Linked DNA regions of Mus musculus: all the other regions are linked to region 6. The links are chromatin contacts, called in public Hi-C, HiChIP or PLAC-seq, Micro-C, capture Hi-C and promoter capture Hi-C maps. All regions are on one chromosome and are shown on one strand. Each heading gives the region's core, a stretch centred on a gene start, on an enhancer-like site or on the middle of the called end of the contact. The rest is flanking DNA. Distances are from core to core; before and after follow the strand shown.

The links. Promoter capture Hi-C pulls out the DNA fragments that hold promoters and counts their contacts. A called contact is a pair of places that touch in the nucleus more often than the background predicts. HiChIP or PLAC-seq counts read pairs in DNA pulled down with a chosen protein or histone mark. Capture Hi-C pulls out chosen DNA fragments and counts their contacts.
Region 1: a Micro-C map of embryonic stem cells shows a contact between it and region 6, with 4 times the contacts expected there. The contact joins the promoter of Nemf here to the promoter of Sav1 in region 6. A contact is called at or near these places in 6 of 39 promoter capture datasets (the C10 cell line, cranial neural crest, liver and 3 more), 1 of 484 Hi-C or Micro-C datasets (embryonic stem cells) and 1 of 115 datasets of contacts at active chromatin or transcription factors (memory CD8 T cells).
Region 2: a promoter capture Hi-C map of liver shows a contact between it and region 6, with 2.2 times the contacts expected there. The contact joins the promoter of 9330151L19Rik here to the promoter of Sav1 in region 6. A contact is called at or near these places in 5 of 39 promoter capture datasets (cranial neural crest, erythroid cells, frontonasal cranial neural crest and 2 more), 1 of 484 Hi-C or Micro-C datasets (pre-B cells), 2 of 115 datasets of contacts at active chromatin or transcription factors (the 230-238 cell line and bone marrow-derived macrophages) and 2 of 9 other capture datasets (adipose tissue and liver).
Region 3: a contact with region 6 is called in a capture Hi-C map of macrophages, with 4 times the contacts expected there. The contact joins the promoter of Klhdc2 here to the promoter of Sav1 in region 6. A contact is called at or near these places in 3 of 39 promoter capture datasets (cranial neural crest, liver and pre-B cells) and 2 of 9 other capture datasets (liver and macrophages).
Region 4: a contact with region 6 is called in a Hi-C map of B cells, with 9 read pairs. The contact joins the promoter of Psma3 here to the promoter of Sav1 in region 6. A contact is called at or near these places in 2 of 484 Hi-C or Micro-C datasets (B cells and nephron progenitors), 2 of 115 datasets of contacts at active chromatin or transcription factors (astrocytes and differentiating embryonic stem cells) and 2 of 9 other capture datasets (embryonic stem cells and macrophages).
Region 5: a contact with region 6 is called in a promoter capture Hi-C map of erythroid cells, with 4 times the contacts expected there. The contact joins the promoter of Pole2 here to the promoter of Sav1 in region 6. A contact is called at or near these places in 5 of 39 promoter capture datasets (the C10 cell line, cranial neural crest, embryonic stem cells and 2 more) and 2 of 9 other capture datasets (liver and macrophages).
Region 7: a FOXA1 HiChIP or PLAC-seq map of pancreatic cancer cells shows a contact between it and region 6. The contact joins the promoter of Frmd6 here to the promoter of Sav1 in region 6. A contact is called at or near these places in 3 of 39 promoter capture datasets (the C10 cell line, cranial neural crest and erythroid cells), 1 of 484 Hi-C or Micro-C datasets (B cells) and 3 of 115 datasets of contacts at active chromatin or transcription factors (astrocytes, large pre-B cells and pancreatic cancer cells).

Annotation. Positions count from the first base shown.
Region 1 is chr12:69,355,580-69,358,856 of GRCm38.p6, forward strand. It overlaps Nemf (nuclear export mediator factor), which reads right to left and starts at 1,597. Exons shown (of 33, transcript NM_025441.3): 1 at 1,472-1,597; 2 at 700-768; 3 at 451-553. The coding sequence starts at 1,530.
Region 2 is chr12:69,195,758-69,199,434 of GRCm38.p6, forward strand. 9330151L19Rik (RIKEN cDNA 9330151L19 gene) reads left to right here and starts at 1,454. Exons shown (of 2, transcript NR_033222.1): 1 at 1,454-1,858; 2 at 1,971-3,677. It overlaps Dnaaf2 (dynein, axonemal assembly factor 2), which reads right to left and starts at 2,672. Exons shown (of 3, transcript NM_027269.4): 1 at 735-2,672. The coding sequence starts at 2,528.
Region 3 is chr12:69,295,219-69,298,604 of GRCm38.p6, forward strand. Klhdc2 (kelch domain containing 2) reads left to right here and starts at 1,463. Exons shown (of 13, transcript NM_027117.3): 1 at 1,463-1,929. The coding sequence starts at 1,777.
Region 4 is chr12:70,972,511-70,976,097 of GRCm38.p6, forward strand. It overlaps Psma3 (proteasome subunit alpha 3), which reads left to right and starts at 2,113. Exons shown (of 11, transcript NM_011184.5): 1 at 2,113-2,257. The coding sequence starts at 2,237.
Region 5 is chr12:69,226,373-69,230,012 of GRCm38.p6, forward strand. It overlaps Pole2 (polymerase (DNA directed), epsilon 2 (p59 subunit)), which reads right to left and starts at 1,818. Exons shown (of 19, transcript NM_011133.2): 1 at 1,725-1,818; 2 at 1-66. The coding sequence starts at 1,792. It also overlaps a transcript of Klhdc1 not described here.
Region 6 is chr12:69,985,704-69,989,077 of GRCm38.p6, forward strand. It overlaps Sav1 (salvador family WW domain containing 1), which reads right to left and starts at 1,299. Exons shown (of 5, transcript NM_022028.2): 1 at 971-1,299. The coding sequence starts at 1,064.
Region 7 is chr12:70,823,961-70,827,657 of GRCm38.p6, forward strand. It overlaps Frmd6 (FERM domain containing 6), which reads left to right and starts at 1,554. Exons shown (of 14, transcript NM_028127.3): 1 at 1,554-1,613.

The sequences.
Region 1 (3,277 bases), core at 347-2,846, 630 kb before region 6:
GAGATTTCTAGGACAGCCAAGGCTACACAGGCAAACTCTGTTTCAAACAACAACAACAATGAAACAACAACAACAACAACGAAACAACAACAACAACAACAAACAACAACAACAACAACAACAACAATGAAGCAAGTTCCAGGTCAGCAGATTAAGGCACATGGATCAACAACAACAACAACAACAACAATGAAGCAAGTTCCAGGTCAGCAGATTAAGGCACATGGATCAAGTCTGGGGATTTAAGTTGGATCTTACCCCTGACCCCTCATCTCACAGCAAAACTGACTCCCCCCCAGGTTGTCTTCTGACATTCACTTGAGAGCCCCAAGTTGTACCTGTTTGTTGTTTCCACCTACACAGACACACACACACACACACATACATACATACATGATAAATAGATAGATAAATGGAGTTTTAAAAATTAGCTCCAAACTTAAAATTTACCTTCATGGCAAAACTCGACGGCATCATGTTCTTAGGCCACTCAAATTCTGTTGTATGAATACGTATACCAGACTCAAGTAACAGTGTAGCTTTAAAATCAGGTCTGTTCAAGAGAAAGCCAAATTTTTCTTTAGGGAATTTGCCAAAACTTATTCTCTGAATTTAAAAAAACAAAACCTAAAATGCAGGATATATATATATATATATATATCATAATTTACCAAAAACAATCTTATAAAATATTCTTACTTTTGAAGCCGAATAAGATATGTCTTGTTATCCACATCATAAACGTTGTTTACTCTCATTCCTAGCAAGCTGAAAAAAAAAGAAACATATAACAAATCATTGTTCTTGGTTGAAGCAAAACTTTCCATCATTTATTGGTGTTGTGGAAAAGGAACTCTTCCGCTAAGATACCTCCACCGCCTATAAAGGTATCCTCAAATTAAATGTAGACTTTTAAGCACAAAAGTGGCCTGTTGATCTCAGTAACACCAGACTACTAGTGCTGGGGTGGGGTGGGGGGTGTAAATACAGTAAAATTAAGTCTAAATGACTTATTCGGAGCGGAGGAAGTAGCCGAGTCCCCGAAAATGCGACAAAGCTCACACAGCTGAATAGGCGACAAGTCCAGGACACAGGTCCAAATCTGCCCATTTCAGCTGGAAGGCCCTGCTACTTCTCTTTGGGAAGAAGGACGGGAATTCTGAAGAAGCCAGGCCGCCAGTCTGGAGCAAAGACGATCACTCCCGTTCTACCAAACGCTCGCTGCGGGACTCAGGCCACCCCGGCAAGACCTCTCGGAATCAGCGCCAGGGAGATGCAGCATCAGGCACGGTCCCCGGGGGGGGGGGGGGGGGGGGTGTCTCCCGGGGGCACCGGCCCCGGGCTCGGCCCCCAGGCCTAGAGAATCCCCGAGGCACCGGGACGACCGTGAGGCTCTCCGTCTCGCGACCACCCGGTGCCCGGCCTCCGCTCCCTCTGCTGTGAACGAGCCTGTCCACTCCCACCACCATACCTCGCATTCAGTTCCGCGAGCACTGCGCGGAGGTCAACCGTGCTGAACCGGCTCTTCATGGCTAGGCTGCGTGTCGCTACCGCAGTCCTTTCAGGGACTGAGCCGACGCAGGACCACTATGCTTCTGCGCATGAGCGCTTGGCTTGTGTCTACGGCAACCCAAATGACCCAATATTACTTATAGTGAAAGTGCGCTATTTAACCGAAGTTTGTTGTCAAATCATGATCAATTATTTTTTTCACTGTGTAAAAAAAACTCGACATAGAACTAACTACCTTCTCGAAACTGCGTCCTTTCCTTGAACAATGACCGGGTTAATCCCGTCCCCTTGTTTGGGGATTAAAATGGGTCTCCATTAGGATCCTGTAGGTCATTAACCATTAATCAGTTGCCCCAGGAAGGCGCTATCGCTCAGGATGGAAGAGCAAGGGGTCTTTCTAAACGCGAATTTGAGACTAGACAAAAACCAACGGTTGGTTTTCCCTGACTCTGACAAGCCGTAGAGATGGGTTCCTATTTTGCTGGGTACTACTCTCCGAAATAGGATTCTGCGGCATACTGTAGAATTCTCATTCAAGTTGAATGGGGTGGGGTTCTATATAGCCCGAGTTTCATAAATTCTTGGCACCTCAAATACTCAAAAATTCACTAAGTAAAGATGTCAGATAAAAATAAAGTAAGAGTTCCCATGGGAGAAGGAGAAAAAGTTCTCCTCCCACACCCCAGCGTTCTCTAAACTGCTTCAAGTTCTGCATGCTACCAATTCATACATAAATTATTCAGGGTTCAAATATACGATAGTTAATTCGTCTAAATTTTTCTTTTTAAAAGTTCTAATGTTAGTAATAAACAAATCTAAAACTAAGAACAAAAATCTACTAGTTTTGGACAGTGGAAGGTGTGTGTGTGTGGGGGGGTGGTTGTCATGGTCATTTTTGATACAGGGTCTTTCTATGTAGCCCAGGACACCTTAGAACTCTGAATTTTCTTGTCTCTGCCTTTTTGAGTGCTGAAATTACCAACACATTTAGAAACTGGAGGAATTTTAAAATCAGTGAAACATGTATTTAAAAGTTTAAAGTCATTAGCATTCACATCGCTATAAGTTCTTAGAATGGGTGACCAAAAAAGCAAAAGAAAGCAGGGAAAGTGTCAAATTTGTATATCTAAAAACATAAGGATTTTTGTAATTACTCTGCTTTTGAGACAGGGCATGCTATATAGTCAAGGTTAGTCTAAACTCACCCTATAAGCCAGGCTGTCCTCAGTCTCCCTCTGATTCCAGCCTCATTGGTATTGGAATTGCAGGTACATACTATCATGCCCAGATAGATCATAAACCTTTAATGTTGGCAAATGTGTTAATCTAGTTTCTATTGTTGTAACAAAATACCAACAGTTAAACAATGTACAAAGTTCACAGTTTTAGCAGCTGGAACTCTGAAACTGAGTAGCCACATCTATTTCAATCTAACAAGGGCAGCCCCCCTGCTACATTCCAGCATCTTGAGGGAAGCACATGGAAAGAGAGGGGGCAGTTCCGAGGTGAGACGGAAGCAGCAGGGGTGCACGCGCCAGGCTTCTTCTTATGATAGCTTCTTCATGAGTGAAACTGGTTTCTCTCAAGAACAATAGCATTTCTGATTTTTAAAGGCTTTCACCGCTACACCTGGCACCAAGCTTCCAGCACTCGAAAGGGATCTAAAACACAGCATTTTGTAGTAAGCATCAGTTTTTTATTCTATCCTAAATACAAGTAGAAGGCTAAATGTACAGCCAAAACATATACAGAGTCTTGGACATGG
Region 2 (3,677 bases), core at 204-2,703, 790 kb before region 6:
TCCTGAACGCATCATTATGTCCGATACTTGGGGCTTGATACAGTATAGTATAAAATAAAAGAACGGGTTTTATGATCCCATTAGCCCCATCACAGGTGATAATAATTAATGGTATAATTATAATAAATCTACTTAAGTCTTCAAATATGCCTTAATCCCACTGTGATTTAGAAAAACATCTAGAAGAAGTGAACTGTTTTGGCAGGCTGGAGCTCAGAGCTCAGGGTTGAACAGTCTACAAAGCTATTGTTGTCTGTGACAACTTGACTTTCTGGGAGGCTGCAGGCCAACACTCTGCCACCGAACTACACCTTAGCCTCTTCACTGTTGCAGTTTACATATAACTTTGATATAAACCTCAAACAAAATTACCAAGTGCCCAATCCACACACACACTTGTTTTTTTGAGACAAGATCTTACTAACTATAGTTATAACCTTTTTCTCAGGAGAGACTGAACCCTCAATTTCTTGCATACATTTCCAGAAGTCTAGAGAGAAGTCACTAAAATCCACTGGTTTTCTAGTCGGTGGACCCCGAGTAAACAGGTGTAATACGGGTCAACCGTGAAGGCTTAAGAGCATCCTTAGGATAGAATACGTGCAATCTTCTCTTTGAGAATGAGCTTAGCCTGCACTGTCATCGTATGAATAGATAGAAAATATTTGTTTATGTGCCTGTAACAAAAAATGTTTAAAGTAAGATAGAGTATTTCAAATAGTGAGAACGGTTACCTCCAAAGACTCCTTGTTCAAGCCACAATACCACTCTCGCCAAAGTCCGTGGCTCTCTGGAGATTTTGCCAGTACTATGACTGCATTATTTAAAGAAACGCTAGTCTCGGGTTCTCTGGTACTCAACTTATTCTCTGGAGCAAACTGCAAAGTGCAGGAATAACCCGAGTCTTGTGTAGAGAAGCACAATTCGTAACCGACGGGGCTTAGATGTCCGTGAAGAGTTTGTGGCAGAATCCCAGGCACTTGGATGAGCAAAGTCAAGGAGTCTTCGTCCTGATTACACTGTAAAGGAGGGCACACGGGTGCGATGCTCTCGGTTCCGGGGTCACCCATGGCTGAGCCCGCGGTGTCGTGGCGGGTCCTCTCCTGCTCCTCATTCGTCTGGACACCGGGGTCTCCGCACAGGGATTCGGTGTCGCCGCCCGGGAAAGCAGAGTAAGGGAGGCTTCGGTCCCCAGGAGAAGTCCCTTTCCCGAGGTCTAGAGGTGCCACCGAGTCCCCTCCGAAGTCCTGCTCCGGTTCGGGAACGAGCTCCCCTTCAGCGTGTGCAGCCCCGGGGTCTGGGGCTCCCACACCGCTCTTCTCCCCGTGGTCAGCTCCGGTTCCATCTGCAGACTCTTCCCGCGCCGCTGCAAAATCGCCCGCGGAAGTGCGGGCTACGTCGTCAGTTCCGGTCTCCTCCGCGGGCTCTTCCGGTGTCGCGGCCGGGGGTTCCTGGCGCGCGTCGGCCAGCGCCACCGGCAGCGTGACCACCAGCTGCCGCCGCGCCTTGTTGTACTGTGCCTTGCCGCGGCCGTCGTCCACCGGGTACGGCAGCGAGAGCCGCAGCCGGTAGTCGGGGTTTCTCGAGTCCAGGCACAGCAGCTTCCCCTTCACCTCCAGCTCCGCCCGCTCGACCGAGCGCAGCAGCGGCAGCTCGATGGTGACCACCAGCTCGTGCGGCACGGTGCTCGGGGCCGCGTCGCGCGAGCAGCGGTAATCCTGGAGGTCTACGTGGTGGCGCTGCACCACGGAGCAGCGCGGCTCCGTGGGCTCTGGGCGCTGCACGGCCTCGGGAGCGGGGGACGCGGGCGAGCGGGCAGTGTTCGCCGCCGCTGCCGCGGGGTAGCGGTATGGATATGGTGGGTCCGGGAAAAGCCCTGGTGGCTCCCCCTCGGGCTGGGCCGGGACGCCCCCGGGTAGGGGCGTGCGGAGCACTGCGGCCTCGGGCATCCCCTTGTACTTGATCTTCAGGGTCTTGGCGTTCCTGCGGTCCAGCCTGACGCCGAACTGCTGCTCCACCGCCTCCAGGGCCGTGGCGTCCAGCATTTCGCGGAAGCGCTCGTGGCTCCGGGCCAGCGCCAGCGCTTCGGGGTGGAAGACCACGTCGTAGACGGTGTAGCGGGCGCCGTTGCGGCCGGCATACTGGCGGCCGGGAGCCAGGCTATAGGGCAGGGACCAGTGGCTGCCAGCTGCCGTGCCGCCGCGCCCCGGGCCGGGCCGGCTGCTAGGTACGCCTACCAGTGAGTTGCTGCACACGTTCACGTAGCAGCGGTGCTCCCCGTCCAGGCTGGTACGCAGCACATGGCCCGGCTCAGGGTGCACGAACCGCACATCCACCCCACGCTCCCGCTCCAGGGCTGTGATCTCCTCCTCGTAGCGCCTCCGGTTCTCGGGGTCCGTGATCTCCGCGGCGTACTCGGAGAACATTCGGCGGAACTCTGGGTCCTGAAAGGCGGAGGTGAACCGCTGCACCTCCTCTCTGCTCAGATCCAAGTCCTCCAGCGCTGAGGAGGCCGCCGCCTTGGCCATGGTGACCCACACGGCCCAATGCCCAGACCCAGTGAAGGATCAGGGTGAATTGAGTGTCTAGGATGCGCTTCAGAGTCTGGCTCATGGAGAACTGACCAGTCCAAGAAGGTAACGGCTGGATTGTCAAGGCCGGGCAGCGCGTGCTTTGTTGCCATAGTAACGCCTGGGAGGAGGGGCAGCGATCTGGTAGAAATGCTAGAAATAGGCTCCACTGTTACTTCAAACCAAGCAGACACTACCTGCTACAGGTTTTAAATTACTGTGTCAGGATACGTGTACTTTGCAGTCTATTGTGGTAACTGTCCTCATCTTCAGCGCTGTGTCTTTATCTTATTAACTGTTTAATTTCACCAACAAGAGAGAAGTTTACTAGCTAATTCACAAACCTAACTTTATCTGACTCTCTTTACTTTGTGGAACCAACGTTAGTAAACCCTTACCATTTTCAGGTATTCCACCTTATAGTTGTCTCCCAGAAACCCTTGGGGGCAAAAGATGACAAAACAAATCCCAGAGATTAATAAGCATCAGAAAGGTGTTCGCTTTTTATAATGTAAATGCAAGCTCTCAAATCACTTAGCAAAATTACAGTTTGTCCTGATCAATTTCCTTGGGTTGAGAATAGAATTTATAACTGCGCTTTTTTTTTAAACTAGATATCCTTAGATTGACTCTGTAGTCTCTTAACAATGCTCCACTAGGAACCAATGCAGCAGATGTAGTAGTTACATAATGGAACTTTACTGTGCCAGACTATAGAAACTTGGTTTTGTTACAGGGCTAGGTGTGGGATCCAGGACTTCCCACCTGTGGCCTGAGCTGTACCACTGAGCCACACACCCAGGTCTAGGGTATGGTTACTTATTGATTGCTGGGCAGTCCCAGACCTGTTTTACAAGTGCAGCATTTAGCAGTTTATACTGGCATTACTGCAATCACAAGACCTTTCCCAGGCTTCTCTCTTATGCCTCCTCCTTTTGTGGGAGGGAATGTCCACAGAACCACACCCAGGGCCTCACACCTGAGACAAGCATTCTTTCCACCAATCTGCAGGCCTTCCTCTGTTACATTTTAAGTAGACTGTCCCAAGATTGGGATGACACCTCATCTCCGTTATGCCATCTCTTTCACATGCTAAATATATGTACT
Region 3 (3,386 bases), core at 213-2,712, 690 kb before region 6:
ACCTTCATCATTTGAGATTAAAGTGTGTGCTAAGGGTGTGTCTGTATTCCAATCAGAGTAGCCATGTTGCTGGATAAAAATCCTTCTACAATGGCCCAGGACTATTTGTAACTATTGATAGTCTCATGGAGTGACAGAAGTCTAGTCTCTTGAGGACAAGGGACAGCAGTGGCTCTGTGGTGTAGATTACCTTCATCTGGCTTCTGTGGCAAGATTCTCTGGGATGCTAACTGTTCTTGTTAACTGAAGTGTATCCGTCCAGAACATGGGTTTTGTGCTTAAAAGCTCACTCTGAGAAAGGCTCGTTGCTACACTGGGATCCCAAACTAATAAAGACTTTCTATTGCCTTAAGTTCATGTCTGAGCTGTCCTCTCTAGTGGCTATCCCCACAACACCATCAAATTTTTCTTGCAAACAATAATCACGAGGCAGTAAAATGTGTCCAAGTGCAGCTCATCTGGAATAAGGCTGATCTGTGGAGGAATATCCACTTGCATGCTCCTGACCCCTAGGGCAAGGTGATTTCCACTGTTGGACGATCAGTTGCTCACCACAAACCTCAGCTTAGTGCAAATTGGTCATTCACATTACAGCAGATTTGCAGTGTGAGAGGTTGTGGCCAACAGTGAGAGATGTCTTCTACCCGCCAAACATGAAACTGATGCTAGATTTTCTTCTCCAGTGTCATCCAGCACGAAGTGGCTGGTGGAAACGCTGCCAATCTCTTTTTGACAGTATACACCCTGGGCAGCAGCAGGAAGGCCATTTCTCTCTCTGACTGTCTCTTGCAATGGCAGTGAGGAAGGCCCCCCTCAGCACAGCACCAAGGGCACTGGACATCTCTTGCATGGCAAAATTGCCCCAGGGAGACCTGGATGAATCTGGTCAAGAAACAGAATCTGCCTGGTGGAGCACACCTTTTATCCCAGCGCTTTAATCTCAAACCCCAGACCCTTAACTCTTGTGTTTCAGCAAGTACATCTCCAGCAACTGGTGAGAGTTTCAAAGAGAAAAGCTTTTTTTGGTCGTTTTTGTTAAGTGTGTATTTTGCTCAGTATATATTTAGCAGTCCCAAAACGAAGAGAGGGAGAAAGAAAAAAAAAAAAGACAAGATGAGCAGCACGGAGAGCCACCATTTAAATGAGGAGCCTGAAGTGTTTTCCAGACCAGCCTTATTTTATGGGCGAGGAATTGGGTTTAAATAATTCGTAATTTTCATTTGGCCTCTTAGAAGCCCAGATTGTGAGTCTGGGATTCGCATTCTTTCCCCAAGGGTGGGTTGTTATGGTTTAGGAACTATCCAGGCCAGAGCACCCTGAGGCGGGAGGACGGATGTTGGGAGGACTCAGATGCCCAAGGGCCCGACTGGGAGGACTACACAGCAGTAGGACAGCACTGCGGTGGGACCGGACGACGGGAGGCTCAGCAGCGCAGGGGGCGAGAGCGCTTCCGGAGCGTGGGGACAGTGTCCGCTGCGGACGACTTCCGGCGGCGGCATAAACAAGGCCCCGGCGGCCGGAGGCGGGGCGGGCTGCGAGTGCGAGCCCCGTCGGCCGCTCTCCCGCTCTGAGCCAGGACCCGGCCGCGGCGCGGTCCCCGCGAGACCCGCAGCCGCTGTCGGCGCGCGCCCCAGCGCTCGTCCCGGAGGCGGAGGCGTAGCGCAGGACAGGCGGGTCGTCAGCGCTGGCTGCGCGCCGCGGTCCACCGCTCCGCTTTCCTTTGTCTCCCGTCTGCGGGGCCGGAGCGGTCTCGGTGGCCAGCGGTGCAGCCTCAAGATGGCTGATGGCAACGAGGATGCTCGAGCGGAGGATCTGCCGGGCCCGGCCTTCGAGAACTACGAGGCCATGGAGCTGGCCTGCCCGGCTGAACGCAGCGGCCACGTCGCTGTCAGCGATGGGCGCCACATGTTCGTCTGGGGCGGCTACAAGGTCAGTAGGGCGGAGTGGGCACGATCGCCGCCGCGGCTCTTGCTCATTCAGGAGAGCATCTTCCCGCCCTGCCCTGGTGGATTCGGGGATCCTGGGCTATTGTCACCGCTCTCTTGAACTTATGAGTCAGCCTATCCCACGCACCCCCTACGCATTGTCTTTGGAGTGAGCGGAGCGAGGTTCTGTTATTGTGGGTCGCGTAGCGGGTGACTGTGGCCCGAGGTACGGAAAAGGGTGGGGGCGAGGGTGTGTGAGAATCACTCATATACCTTTGGGCCCGGTCGCCCGGAGCTGGGGCCATTTAGCCGACAGACACTATATTCAACAATATTGTCACTGTGTGAACCAAGGCCACAGGAATCGCTTGCTCAACCTCCCCGAAGGTGTAACGGTGTCATCAACACCTGTGCAGATGCCCCCACCTATCTATTGTTTGAACGCAGGGCCATTTTTCTTAACTGGTCTCAGCTGAGAAAGGATTGCTCCTCAGTAGGCCTTACTGCGGATTTTAAAGGAAAAAATAGCCAGTGAATCCCCAGCAGCGTATGTAATTGGAGTGCAGGCCTTTGGACTTTGTGACCAAGTATCTTTTTAGTCATTTGCATTGTTTTATACCGCGAGCTGGGGAATACTGCTCAGTTACCTCCTTAAACCGCTGCTCACTGGTTCTTCTGTACTGGTTTTAGAATTCCATGATACACTCACTCTAGTTCTTGGATTTCATGTGGTGCACACTCATTTGAGCCATTTGACCTAAAACTATTTTAGTGTTAAAATGACGCCCCCCCACCCCCCTTGGGAAGTCCAGTTCTCTGCGCCTGTGGTTTGCTTAAGGACTCTAATAGCTTATAGTACTGACGACCTGATCATAGGTGGCCATTTTGAGACAACTGTCCCATACCTTGTCGGTTTAACCATTAGTTATTTTGCCAGCGTGAATTAATGCATTCTGTTGTCCCTGGCTTCCAGGAATCAGGTATTTAGAGGTCGATGTCGAGAATTCTAGAGATTAGAGAGCAGGTGTGTAGTGACTATAGTAGAGAGCAGGTGTGTAGTGACTATTATTTATTTATTTATTTATTTATTTATTTATTTTTGGTTTTTTGAGACAGGGTTTCTCTGTGTAGCCCTGGCTGTCCTGGAACTCACTCTGTAGACCAGGCTGGCCTTGAACTCAGAAATCTGCCTGCCTCTGCCTCCCCAGTGCTGGGACTAAAGGCGTGCGCCCCCATGCCAGCTGTGTAGTGACTATTATTAAAACATAAATTCCAGGGGTGGAGAGGTGACTCAGTGGTTACCAGCATTGGCCACATTTCTGGGTTGGACTCTTAACACCCCCATGGCCACTCACAACTGTAATTCCAGTCCCAGGGGATCTCATGTCCCTCCTTTGGCCTTTCTGGGCACTGCACCCCAGGGATGCACAGACAGGCATGCCGGCAAAACTAATCAACTTC
Region 4 (3,587 bases), core at 863-3,362, 990 kb after region 6:
CGGTTTGTTTGATTGTTTGGTTTTTTTTTTGTTTGTTTGTTTGTTTTTTGAGACAGGATTTCTCTATGTAAGTAGCTATGGCTGTCCTGGAACTTGTTCTGTTGACCAGACTGTCCCAGAACTCAAGAGATGTGCCTGCCTCTGGCTCAGAGTGCTGAAATAAAAGGTATGTGCCAATACAGATTTTTTTAAGATTTATTTTTATTACTTTTAATGTGTGTGTGTGTGTGTGTGTGTGTGTGTGCTGCCTAACCTGGGTGCTGTGACTCAAACACAGGTCCTCCAGAGGAGCAGCCCATGCTTTTAATTGCTGGGGCATCTATCCAGTCTCAGCATTAACATCTCCTAAGAATACAAAGATTGTAAACGCTGAGGTTGATGGCATGGCTCAAGGGTTAAGAGCAAAGAAACTCACAGCCACTTGTAACTCCAGTTCCAGGAGATTCAAAGTCACCCTCTGTTCTCTGTGGTCACCTGTTCTCACGTGCACACTTCCTCCCCTCAAACATGTAAAAATAATAAAAATACTACTACTAAGCAACCCTTTTTCCACACTCGGAGGGAGGCTGAAACACAACGAATGAAATGTGTGCTGTTGGTTTTTCTTTTCTTTTTCCTTTTTTTTCTTATGAAAGACATTACCTAGGCTTGGAGTGATAAACCAGGGTTGTAATTCCATCTTTAGGTAGAGGCTGAAAGATTAGGAGTTCAGTGCCATCTTTGGCCAGCCTAAGATACTTGAGACTGCTTCAACAAAACAACGAACCAAAATAAAGTTGATTGATAGTGGGTTTTTAAAAATGTGTTTTTATTGATGTTTGTTTTGTTTTCTTTTTAGACAGGGCTCTTATATTGCAAGCTGGCCTCCCGTCCCTGCCTTCTGCATCACCCTGCTGGAAAATATTTTCTAGCTATATAAAATAAAAGTCTCCAGATATTTATTTATTTTGTTTTTTTGAGACAGGGTTTTTCTGTATAGCCCTGGCTGTCCTGGAACTCACTTTGTAGACCAGATTGACCTCGAACTCAGAAATCCGCCTGCCTCTGCCTCCCGAGTACTGGGATTAAAGGCGTGTGCCACCACGCTCGGCTCAGATATATTTTTTTAAATAAAAATATTTCTAACGTTGTATTTACAATTGGGATTTAAAATCCACCCACCACTAGGTCAGGTTCCATGCCCACTCCTTTGATTTATCTGTTGCCCTCCCTCCACTTAATACTTAAGATCATAACCTGATAGTTGTTAGAATGAGCCGAGCAACTGGAGTCCCCCAAGCCACCTTAGCCTTTCCTAACGCTAAGTCTCATAATCTTCCTAGTAGGAATGAAGATATTCTAAAGAAGCTCTTGTGCTCCTCTTTTTGATAAGACTCCAAGAAACTGGAACTTCTCCAGGAATTACATGCTGGGTGAAAGAAGGCTGAAGCCTGCCTGGTTCCAGCCAGAGGGACAGCTTTCTCTCACACATAGATTTCACACCACCTTGCAGGAGAGGCTAAAGTTGAAACCATGATGGAAAAGGTATCACACCTTGACCGAGGCTGCTTAGTTATGCACAGCAGTTGAACCAAACGTCATGTTCGGACTCTGATGATGAACTTGGTCGGAGGATGGGGGGGTCAATTGCCTCCTTTTGTTCCTTTTCCTTTTTTTTTTTTTTTTTTTTTTTTTTTTTTGGTGTTTTTGAGACAGGGTTTCTCTGTGTAGTCCTGGCTGTCCTGGAACTCACTTTGTAGACCAGGCTGGCCTCGAACTCAGAAATCCGCCTGCCTCTGCCTCCCGAGTGCTGGGATTAAAGGCATGCGCCACCACGCCCGGCTTTGTTCCTTTTCCTAAGGTGGGTTTTTCCTTCCCCGACTTTTAAGAATTCCTGTCTGTGTGGGCTACAGAGGACAGGTGCCCAAGCCTGTCCTCCTTAGGATTATTAGCTACTTAGGACTATTAGGAACTAGGCTCTGACCTTAGCTCTTCCAATACCAGTTTCAGTTGACACAGTAGCAACTTCTCCAGGGAACCGCCTCTATGGTTTCTGCGCACGCGCGCTCTCTGCTTTTTTTTTTTTTTTTTTTTCCCCCTACAGTTTTCGTCCCAGCCCACGGAACAAGCCGCAAGAGGAAAGGCTATTGGTGGAGAGCGCAGCCAATGGGCGAGCCTGTTACTAGCCTGCGCCGTGTGCGGCGTAGGAGCGGCGCTTGAGGCCTGGAAGCGTTCCGCGGCCTGCCGGGTCAGCACCATGAGCTCCATCGGCACTGGGGTGAGTCTCTCCGCGCCGTCTCTTCCAGTTCGGGGTTGAAGGCAGTGAGGAAGCCCGGCTGCGGCTCGGAGGGCCGCTGGATCCCCGGCGCTGCCCGAGTCCTGGGGACCCGCGGCCTCTGTCTCGGTGACCCCGGCTCCCGCGGCGGTTCGGGCCGGTCCTGTCCGCCCCCGTGCAGCGACAGCCCCGGGTGCTGAGTCACTTTAGTCTCATGCTTAAGGAAACTGAAAGTGGAGACTCGCGGGCCTGCCGCAGTGCGAGCTCCCCGGCTCGACCCTCGAACGGCCCCTTGCAAGCCCCTGCTGGTCGCAATGCCTCGGCCGGATCGCCGAGTGCGTCGTGCGGCCGCCGCCGGCCCATGCAGGTGCTGCGGAGCTGTGTGCTGCGGTGCTGCTGACTCACAGGCCTGCCCGGGCTTCCCGGACGGAACCTAGTTAGTGGACGTTCCCTGGAAACGGGACACCACCTAGAAGAAAGGCTGGATCTCATGAGTCCTTGCCTTTCCTTTGCGTTCTGCTTTTCGCGAACAAGCTATTTTAAGCGAGTCTGTAAGCATTTAAAGGGTTATCTATGGGCCTAAGCGCCTCCGATTTGTAAGGAGTATTGAGGATTTGCGAGCTGGACTTTAATTTGTTGGGGCTAAATACACCCAGTGTGTGCAGCGATTTACCCCACCTTTCCTTTGTCTCCATATAGAACTACTTAACAGTCTCGATTATTTGCAGTAGAGGTAATGAATGAATAATGCGTTTCTTGGTTATCCTTGTTTCCCCCATTATTTTGATGCTCACCAAGTGTGGTGCACCCCTTTAATCCTAGCACTTGGGAGGTAGAGGTAGGAGGATCTCTGAGTTCGAGGCCAGCCTGGTCTACTTAATGAGTTCCAGGACAGCCAGGACTATGTAAAGAGACCCTGTCTTTAAAACAAAACACGCGCGCGCGCACACACACACACACACACACACACACAAACAAAATAAGATTTGCTGCTCAGAATTAAACTCGCATACTGTGTTCTTATGCTTAGAATTAAGTGGTTACAAGATATTAATACTATGTAATACTTTTGGGATAAGTGCTCAATAATATGTCTCAGCAAATTGGCTTTGCAGTTGTAGTAATGTTATCCTCTGTCAGTGGTCAATCCATGTGGAATATTTTAATATGAAAGTAACCCTGAGTTTTAGGAAGTTTCACGGTTGAAGGCTTGTTTTCTGGCTGTCTTCTAAGAATTGTAAATACCAGTATTTGTCAGTCATTTTGGGCCATTTGGTTTTCTTTTTTTTAACCCCTACTGCTGGGCAGTTGGGAAGGCCAGCCGAGGGCCTCA
Region 5 (3,640 bases), core at 568-3,067, 760 kb before region 6:
AGGTTCTCCTCTAGCTCCAATTCAGTGACAGACTGGAGAGCTTCAGTCAGATACTTGGTGGCTTCACTAGTGACAGAAAGAAAAGATGAGACCAAGAATTTCTCGGGGGCGGAGGGTGGGGTAGGGGGAAACTTTTACTTAAATCTTATACAACTCAAGCTTTATAAAAAGCTAACATAACAGAAAACTCATATCTCCCTCTAAAACCTCAAGTAGCCCTCTAAAGTATCAAGGCTTGAAACAGTTCATTAAAAAAATAAGTGAACAGGTAAAATAACAACAAACCCCTGCAGCAGGTCTTGGTAAAACACCTTTTTAAAAAAAATCTAAATTGGGCTGGAGAGATGGCTCAGTGGCTAAGAGCACAGACTGCTCTTCTGAAGGTCCTGAGTTCAAATCCCAGCAACCACATGGTGGCTAACAGCCATCCGCAATGAGATCTGATGCCCTCTTCTGGTGTGTCTGAAGACAACTACAGTGTACTTAGATATAATAATAAATAAATCGTTTTTAAAAAAATCTAAATGAGATGGGTACACTGGACATGTGAGATGACCCTGTCCTGACTGGAGTGTATGAGACTCAAAGCCGAAACTCTGAGTTAAGTTTTTGTTTGATTTTCTAGACAGAGTTTCTCTGCATAGCCCTGGCTGTCCTGGAACTCACAGAGATTCACCTGCCTCTGCCTCCAGAGTGCTGGGATTAAAGTTGTGCTGGATAGCTGGCCCACAGTGAATGCAGGCATGAGTGCCATTGAGTCTCTAAATCAGAGGGTAATCTACTACACAGCACTAGATAACACACTGTCTTCCCACAGGAAAAGTCCCATGGCGTTTAATTCCACACACGGTGCTTTGAGGCTAAAAGACTTGAGTGTATATCTCAATGAATCAATTAATGAGCTTCCAACAGCTTTATAATAGTACATTTTAAGGGAAAGGAAAGGAAAAGCTATTGCTCAATTAATCCTCTCTCCAAATGTCAGGAATTAACCAAATTAAATTCATCACTTTCTCCCTGGGTAGACCCAGGTTGACCCTTGGACACTCCTGGGCAAAACGTAAAGCTAAAAGGTTCATAAAGTTCACAGTTACGAAAACAAAACATTCACACTCTGACTCAGAAAGCTATACGGATCTCAGCAGGTACTTAAACGGAAAGTGTATTATAAAATGTAAATTGTAATATGAGATTTCTTGGATATGTTCATTTTTAAAGACTGAAAAGACACACTACAGCCAGGAAAACCTCCTTTGGGGGCAAATTGTAAACTAGGAAATCTAAAAAAGCCAAACTAAAAACACGTTTAAAATCTATCCAAATTTTACTTCTCCAGGCAATAATGAAAATTCCACACAGAGACGGGTTTGGAAGACTCATACTCTACAATATAAATCGCCAACAGACACGCATATGGATTCACCCATGTCTCTCCTTCTCTGACACGTCTCTCTGTAACTTCCAGAAGTAACACTGTAATGATTCCCATTCTGCAGAGGCGGGGACCTCCGTTGATCAGAAGCCAGCACGCCCCCAACTTCCCCGCTCAGTTCGGCGTCAGCGCGCAGCTCCGCCCAGCCTGGAAGTAACATTCGCACCCGGCGCCAGGATCGCGGAAACCCAGGTAGGCTCTGCAGCCTCAAATGCACCGGAGAGACATCGCCTCTTATGACAGAATGTTCTAGATAGGGCATTGCGGCGGGTCAGGTTACCTCGAGACTCACCTCCTGAGCAGCAAGCCCCGCAGCTTGAAAGCTGAGACCGTGCGGCTCCGCAGCCGCTCCGGCGCCATGTTCGCGATTTGGCGCCACCGCCGACGCCCCGCCCCCTCCTGGAATAGACACACCCCTTGTCCCGCCCTTATATTCTTGGGCTGGTGAAATGGATTTTTTTGGCCTTACTAACTGCAGGGCCTCTGGGAATCTCAGACCCTGCCTAGGGAGTGAAGTAGGAGTGGTCAGAGTGGGAACAAGCTTCCTTTATCCCAAAAGCATTTTCTGAACACTCAGCTTCCCGGACACTCAGCTACCCTCTTCTACTCTGACTCTACCCAAGCTTCCTGCACCCAGAGTCTTCCCTTCCAGGGCTATGAGAGTTGTAGAGCCGTTGTTTCCCGGTTCTACACATGCTCAGGAAATACTGTGTTTTCACCGTTTTCGATCACTCCCATCCGACCAGTTTTAGTTGAGGGCCTCTCCACGATCCGCTGTCATCATTTAGCAGTCCCACTTTTTTCATGACATACCTTCTTTTTTTTTTTTTTTACTGGTGGAGTAACAAACCCAAGATTATAAATGGTTGGTATGAGGTGAATTGCCAGTGCGGTGGAGCTGCTCTTGAATCGTTATTCTCAGTCCTACAAGTAGACTCAGTAGAGCACATCTTAAAATGTTCCCTCTTGCTGAGTGTGATGGCACATGCCTTTAATCCAAGAACTCAGAAGGCAGAGGCAGGGGGATCTCTGTAAACACCTGGGCAACTTGTTCTAGAGAATGAGTTCCAGACCAGTCAGTGAATCACAGTGAGACCTTATATAAAAATCCATCCATCCATCCATCACACACACACACACACAAACGCACACACACACATATACTTGTGCTGTTGAGATGAATAATCAATTGGCTGTTTATAAATAAGCATGCAACTTTACAGGACACAAGAAAGCTCTGGGCATAAGACCACAGATCTATAATCCCAGGCCTCAGAACGGGGAGGTGCAAGGATTCAGGAGGCAAAGGCCATCTTTGATGTCACAGCAAGTTCAAAGCAAGCCTAAGATACCTGAGGCTTAGTGGGAGTGGGAGAGGCAAATAAGCCAAAAACTTGAATGATTTCTACAACGGTATAAGCAATTATCTCTGGGGCGTATATTTAAGATCTTTCTGAAAAGGAAAACAGTAAAAAGAATGCATGTGTATATTTGCTTGATTTTGCATTTCAAAACTTTTGAAAAGTTAAACTAGACAACAAAGAGAGATCCCAGCTGTGGTGGTTTGAATAAAAATGTCTCCCGTAGGCTCTGGTGTGTAAACACTTGGTTCCCAGTTGGTGGCGCTGTTTGGAGAGATTCAGGTGGTGCAGTTGTGCTGGAGCAGCTGTGGTGGCTTGAATATGCTTAGCCCAGGAAGGGGCACTATTAGGAGGTGTGGCCTTGTTGGACTATAGGTATGGCCTTGTTGGAGGAAGTGTGTCACTGTGTGGGTGGGCAATGAGACCCTTTTAGCTCCCTGGAAGCCAGTCTTCTATTTGTTTTCAGAACAAGATGTAGAACCCTCAGCTCCTCCTGTCCCATGCCTGCTTGCACACTGCTATGCTCCTGCTTTGATGATAATGGACTGAACCTCTGAACCTGTAAGCCAGCTCCAATTAAATGTTGTCCTTACAAGAGTTGCCTAGGTCATGGTGTCTGTTCTCAGCGGTAAAACTCTAACTCAGACAGTAGGCTTTGAGATTGTATAGCATCACCCCACTTCCAGCTCTTTTTCTCTGCTTTGTGCTTGCATTTGAAGACAGGAGCTCTCAGCTTCCTGATTCTGCCATTTGTTGCCATGACTCCATAAGTAAAAGTGCTTGCCATGCAAGCCTGAGGACCTGAGTTCTAATCCCCAGAGCCTACATAATTCCAGATGTGGTGCTG
Region 6 (3,374 bases), core at 49-2,548:
CTCCACCCCTTTCTGCGGGATCTTGGGCAAATACTAGGAACCCCTGTGAGCAGCTTTCCCAATTACAATATGAGGTAATGCTTAATTTAAGTCACACGGTTACTTCCAGTTTCCAAGAAGGAAACTTACACAAGGGGTCCAGCTCCTAGAATGAGAACCAAAGGATTAGCTCTCTGACTACCCAAGAATTTTAAAAAAGGAGAATCAAGGCGTTCAAGTTAAAAACTCAAATATTTTAAACGGAGAAGAAAAGCTACGTACGGGAGGGGACGGAACATATGTCGGAAAGAGGAATAAAGTTAGGAACTTGCCTGGTATGGCTGAAATTATTCTGAATACTTTGCTTTTTTTAATTTTAGGAGCAAAGCCTAATCCAAATACGTTAATGGCTTGTCTACTCTGGGAAATGAAAAGACTCTGGGTAGTGGCTACAAGTATCAGGTTCTTTGCCTCACAAGTCTGTGTCCCGCTGAAGGACTAAGGAATCCAGTCTCTCTCTCGTGTGTGTGTGTGTGTGTGTGTGTGTGTGTGTGTGTGTGTGTGTGTGTGTGTGTGTGTGTGTGTGTGTGTGTTACTTAGGGCGCTGGTAGTGGCTACAAGTATCAAGTCTCTCGTGTGTGTGTGTGTGTGTGTGTGTGTGTGTGTGTGTGTGTGTGTGTGTTACTTAGGACGCTGGTAGTGGCTACAAGTATCAAGTATCAGGTTCTTTGCCTCACAAGTTTGTGTCCCGCTGCAGGACTAAGGAAGGAATCCACTCTCGCGTGTGTGTGTGCGTGTGCGAGTGCGTGAGCCGACGAGTGGCGCTGCGATGGTCGCAAACGCGGGGCCCGGACGTACCCAGCAGAGAGGTGCCCGGGTCGAAGCACTTTTTCCCCAACACCACGGACAGCCATGCATTTCCCAGAGTCGGTCTTCCAGCACCACCCGAGGCTGCGCCGGGTCCCCACCCGCCACCGCCCACGACACTCACTCCGCAGCAGGGGCGACGTCTCCTTCTTCACGTACTTGCCCTGCACCTCGGCCGGCTTAGACACCTCGTTTTTGGTTTTCTTGCGGGACAGCATCCTCGCGGACGACTCCCGCCGCCGCCCCAGCAGCCTCGCTAGGGCCGCGAGCCTGCCGCCCGCCGCCGCCTCCCGGGCCGCCGCCGCCGCCTTCGCCTCGGGTCTCCGCCGCCCGCGCCCGCCCGCAGGCTCCGCCGCATGTTGGCCGCGCTAAGCGCGCCCGCCGCCGCTCAGTCGCAGGGCAGCTCCTCCCGGGAAGTCAGCCGGCTCAACGACGCCGCCCGAGGCCGCCTTGGGACAGGGCCGCGGCCGCCCACCAGGGCCATGGTCCGCCGCCCGGAGCCGCTACCGCTGCGGCCACCGCCTACGTCCGGTAAACTTTCCCCGCGCCGCTGGGAATGCTGGGAAAGCCGACGCGCACGGGCCGCCCCTCCCCCGCCGGGCGCGGACGCGGCTGCGTGCGGCGACTCGCGACGGGCGGGCGGCTAACGGGCCGGGTGTGGCGACCATCGCGGCCCTCAGTGCGGCTGCGCGGGCCGGCTCCCGCCGCTGGGGAGCTGGAGTCCGGGCGGTCCGGAGCCCGCTGGGCGGCGAGCGGCTCTCGCCTTGGACTTGCCTACCGCCCTGCTTCCCGCAACCGCAGCCGCGTGTCCTGGTTGCTGAGGGAAGGCAGCCCTCGGGTGTGCTGGGACCGCGAGGGCTACACCTAGTAACACAGATGACTCTTCTGGTGACAGCGTGACTACTGTAAAAACTGAGTCTCCGTTTCTTCTGTCCTCTTATTATCTCCCCCAACCCTTGGTAGCCCACCCCCTTTTGTGCCCCCCATCCCCATCCGCGCTTTCGGATTAAAAAAGAAGATGGAGTTTCTACAGCTCCTAAGATAAATTTGACGTTAGTGTATTTATTTCATCATTTTAATATGTATTCTTAATAACCACATGCCTTCTCTTGCAGTTAAGTCTTAGAATTTTGAAGCCTTTGAGCACCAGAGTTCAGAACTGGGAGTTTTCTATCTAATATATCAGATTCTACTTTGTTCTCTTTAACTCGCTCAGGTACACAGAATAACTTGGAGAATAAGATTGGGACTCACTCCTCTTGATCAAAGTAAGGCTTTCATAATGAAGAGAATGTGCTTAAAACACAGAAGCAAAACACCAACCTCAGAACAAGACACCAAACTGCTCTTTTTTTTAGCCATGCACAAAGACATTTAATCAGTTGTCTGTCTCCTGTGTTTTTATGAAATGTTTCCTTGTTAAAGGTCCCTATAATCCTATAACAAATATTTTATTGAGCACCCAGCATCCAAGGTGCTGTTTTAGGTGTCTGGGATATAACAACAAAGGTCCTGCGGTTATGGGGAAGAGAGATCACAAAAAATAAAACTAGTAAGCCATAGTATGTAACAGAGTGAGCGCTGAAGGAAGCATAAACAAGAGAGATCCCACAGCTTGGAAAGGGGGTCGGATAATGAAGCCAGTGAGAAGGCAATGCTGGAATTAGCTTGCTATGGTGCTATCTGGAGTGAGGCCTCAGAAGAGCAAATGCAAGTCACTGCAAGTGGTCGTGTTTCTGGCTCATTGTAGGAATAGGAAGAGGGTCACGTAGCTGGAACTGGAACAGAGAAGAGTAGAGGGAAATGAAGTTCCTTGGTAACTGGCCACCCACCTAGGCCTTTGGAGTAGAGGAGAGACGTATTTAATGCGATCACTTTGGATGCTGTGTGAGAGTAGACTGAATGGGGGAGTGGGGTTTCAAAATAAGGGAGGTGATAAAAAAATATTGCTAGCATGCATATGGATAAAGGCAGCAGGACAAGCGCTAAGTGATTGTAGGCATTTTAGAGTTGCAGCAGGGTTTGCTGACAGATTGATTATGGCATAAGAGTAAAAAAAAAAAAAGCTAGAGAAAGGACCCAAGGAGCTGAAGGGGTTTGCAGCCCATAGCAACAATATGAACTAACCAGTACTCTCAGAGCTCCCAGGGACTAAATCACCAACCAAAGATTACTCATGGTGGGACTCATAGCTCCAGCTGCATATGTAGCAGAGGATGGCCTAGTCGGTCATCAATGGGAGGAGAGGCCCTTGGTCCTGTGAAGTTTCTATGCCCCAGTGTAGGGGAATGCCAGGACCAGGAAGCGGGTGTGGGTGGGTTGGTGAGCAGGGGGAGAGAGGAGGGGAGAGGGAGTTTTTGGAAGGCAAACCGGGAAAGGGGATAACATTTGAAATGTAAATATCTAATAAAAAGAAAAAGAGAACAAAGGGTTGCTCCTTGTGTAAACCTTCATTACCCAAACGCAGTTCATAGAGCACGTTGTCTGAGGAGAGGAAGCGCACTCAAGTATTGCTGTGGTTCAGATAC
Region 7 (3,697 bases), core at 304-2,803, 840 kb after region 6:
TCAAACTCAGAGATCCACCTGCCCATCTCTGCCTCCTGTGGGTTGGGATTAAAGGTCTGCGCCACCATGGCCCACCAGGCTGGCTGGCTAGTTTTTATGTCAATTTGACACAAGCTAGATTATTTGGGAAGAGGGAACTTCAACTCTTGAGACCTGCCCCCAACCACACTGGCCTTTGGTGAATTTTCTAATTGATGATTGATGTCAAAGGGCCCAGCTCACATGGAAGGGAGAGGGGCTACAGTCCCTGGCTTGGTGGTCCTACATACATAAAGAAGCAAGCTGAGCCTGGCCGGTAAGAAACACTTTTCCACGGCCATGCCGGGTTTCTGCATTGAGTTCTTGTCTTGATTTCCCTCAGCGACGCAGTGTGACTTGAGAGCTGTGTGCAGAAATAAACGCTTTGGTTTGGTTTGGTGTTTAATCACAGCAATCAGCTATTTCAAATACAGCTTCTATGGGGTATCAAGTGTTCTTCCTCAGGTGTCTGCACCTACATGAAAAAGCTAGAATCTCAGATTCTCCTCACTGGAGCAGCACCATCCACAAAACACTTAGAAGCTTGTAACTGTGGGTGGCAGTGCCCCCACCACACACACACACTTAAGCTGCTAGACACCTAAGCAGGTCCAGATAGGTGCAGCACAAACAAGTGGACTTCGCTTCTTTACCCGACTACCAAAAGGAGCAAAGAACCCTCCATTCCTCTTGGGATCTTTGGGGTTATTGAAATCTTCTAGGGCTGTCTTTTGCACTGCTCACAGCCAAGCCGGCAACCTTCACCAAGGGTACACATCATTTTGAGGGCCACAGGCAGCGGCTGTTTCAACCTGGGGAGACAGACTGAGCGGGGGCGGATGGGCTTAGGCGGCACTCACAGCCCACATGCAGGATAAAAACCGTGAGGTCGAAGTGGGCGCCTGACGGGAGGGGGATAGAGGAATCACGAAATCTCCTCTTCTCGCAGGGGCCGCCCCAGTTCAGATTTATTAAGCCGCAGCTCACGTAAAACAACCACCCCCAGGTAACCCGTCTAGGCCTGTGAGGGAGAGGCTAGGGACTAGGGTGTGCGGGAGGATGGGGGGGGGGGGGGCATGAGCGGAGAAGGGGACCATTCCGAAGGAGGGGAGGGCGGACAGTCTATTACCCTCGCACCGAAGCCTCTGTCCCTTTGGGAAAGGCATGCAAAGCATATCTCACTCTATATAACCCACTTGAGCCCGACTCGGTTATCCGATGTCACCCGCGTCCCCTGGTCCCTGGGTCTCTTCACCCCTCCGCAGGACTCTTGGTTGGGTCCGGGGCGGAGCGGGGCGGGGCGGGGGGGGGCAGCGCTCCACGTGCAGCCGCGATCACCCCAGCTCTCTGCTTCTTCCGCTGCTCGGTCTCCGCCTTCAATTTGGGGCGGGGCGGGGCCTCGAGCAGGGAGGGCGTGTCTCGGGCGGGCCGTGGGCGTGAACTCGAGGGGGCGGAGCGGAAGGCGTGGGCGGGGGGCGGGGCAGCTGCAGCGTTGGTCTGGCGGCAGCAGGAGTGCTGGGAGCTGCGAGTAGGCTCGGCGCCGCTGGAGCAGACGCCGGTTGTGAGTCGGAAGCCTGGCGCTGTCGACTTTGGAGGTACGCGCGGGAGCGGGCGCCGGCCTGCTGGCCCCCTTTCTGGGACGGCGCGCCCTGGCCGCCGCTGTGCCCCCTGCTGGTCTAAAGTGCGATTCCCGGCTTTGCCGCTCTCGGCGTCTTTCTTCTTTCTCACGGGGCTCTGGGCGTCGGGCACCGGGCGGGCAGGTCGCCTCTCCGCGAGTTGGAGCTCGCCCACGCCGGGGCGGGAGGCCCGGGGCCCCCGGGCAGCCTCGGCCGCGAGGGAAGCGCGGAGCTAGGGGGCTGGGCTCTGCGTTCCTGCGCCCCGATCTCCGAGACTCTGGCTCGAGGGGTGCCTGCCTGTAGCGCCCCGTCCGTAACTAGCTGGGACGAGCCGTGAGTCCCGCGTACCCGAGCGATGTGCGGTATTGCCTGTTGTGCGCGCAGGCCGGACAGCCCACTTCGGGAAGGCACCCCAGCGCGTCTGTCCGGTATCCCCGCCAGTGCCTAGTGTGGGAAACCCTGAAGGGGGCCTTGGGGACACACGAGTCCCGGGTGCGGCCTGCAGAATTTTGGTTTCTGGAGGAACTTAACACGACCAGGTAAAGGAGACCACTAGCCTCCCCTCCGGGAAAGCGGGGATGTGGACAGCTCGGGGCCACCCAAGTGAAGTCTACAGGATTTAAACAACACTTGGAGTTCTAGAATGGCTTAGCCTGATGGTGGAGCGCTTTCTTAAAGGCAGGAATGGATGGAAAGCTGTCAAAGCAAGCACATTTAAAGTTGAGATAAAAGCTGGAACAATTTTCAGACCGTACAGTTGTGTGGCTAGTGTCGGAAGAAATTCTGGCTCAGTGGCCCCCTTACACCTTTGGGGGATTTGTTTATTTATTTATATAAGCGGCCAGTCTGTTTTGCTAGCATTGCACCCCGGGAGCTGTGTAGTGCCCACTGCGAGGAAGGAAAACTTGTGCAAGGATTCTCGGCGCGTTTGAACGTGGAAGGGAAAGCGTACCTTGCCAGATTTTCCACGCATGATTCCCCCCTTTCTTTGGACCGAGTGGTGTTTGTTTACCGGTCTTCGAAGCATCCACCTACATTTAGTTTTTGCACGAAATACCCACTGTTGCCACAGTGTGTAGTTTGGGGATTAGAGAATGCTTTTGGAGAAAACTGCTAGTGGCTTCATTTTCCAAGAATGTAAGTCATTTCCTTTCTGTGGTTTCAGGGAGTTGATATTTCACAGCATCAAAAACTCTGTGGGGAAAATTTTCCGTAATACATCTGTCATTTAAAAGGCCTGTGACTTTTGAGTTTTCTTAAGAACAGAGCATAAATTTAGGCCCGACTTTGTTGAAAGGACAAAAAGAGTTTTTGTTTGTTTGTTTTCTCTTATCCCGAATCTAGAGCATTGAGAGTGCTGTAGAAAGTTGTAACAGCCAAGACCTACAAATGGCTTGCAGGATGGAGAGTGGGGGAGGGGAAGAGAGCAGAATGGAGCAGGAAAACAGATGCCTTTTGCTTCGGTCCTTTGTAGTAAAACTTCTAGCACCTAATCATTTTCCTTGGGTGTGGTTTTGAGAAATTATAGTTTTACGTTAAAAATGAGAATACTCCACAACTGGAGGTGGTTGACATGGAAATGTGAGGGTTTTAAGGGGAGGGTATGTTTATAAACATACTCACTTAATATTTTATAGTAAAGGAGACCTCTGGTAGATTATTGGATGGCGAGGGTCCCCCCGGGGATATCCTATATCAAGTTATCTGCAGGATATCTTCTCCAGAAAGCAGACTGACTGTAATAAGAACTACCCCCCCTTTCCCCGCCCACCTACCAGCTTTGAGTGGCTTACAGAAATACCTGCGATCTGACACAGTCACAGCTCTTGCAGGGCTCAAAACATTTTGAGCCAGGCAAATCTTCTGACTTTCCCATCGCTTCCTTTTTGGGGTTAGCAGGGGTTAAGACATCAGTTTCAGATACACAGTCTGAGGGTGTAGATTTGAGATACCCCGAGCTTTACAGGAAAATACCCGAAAGCAACACGGGCAGGCTGGAAGCCCTCCTTTTAAAACAAAATGCTCCCGTATGCTATACAGGTTTTTTAAAAATCTGCCATTCA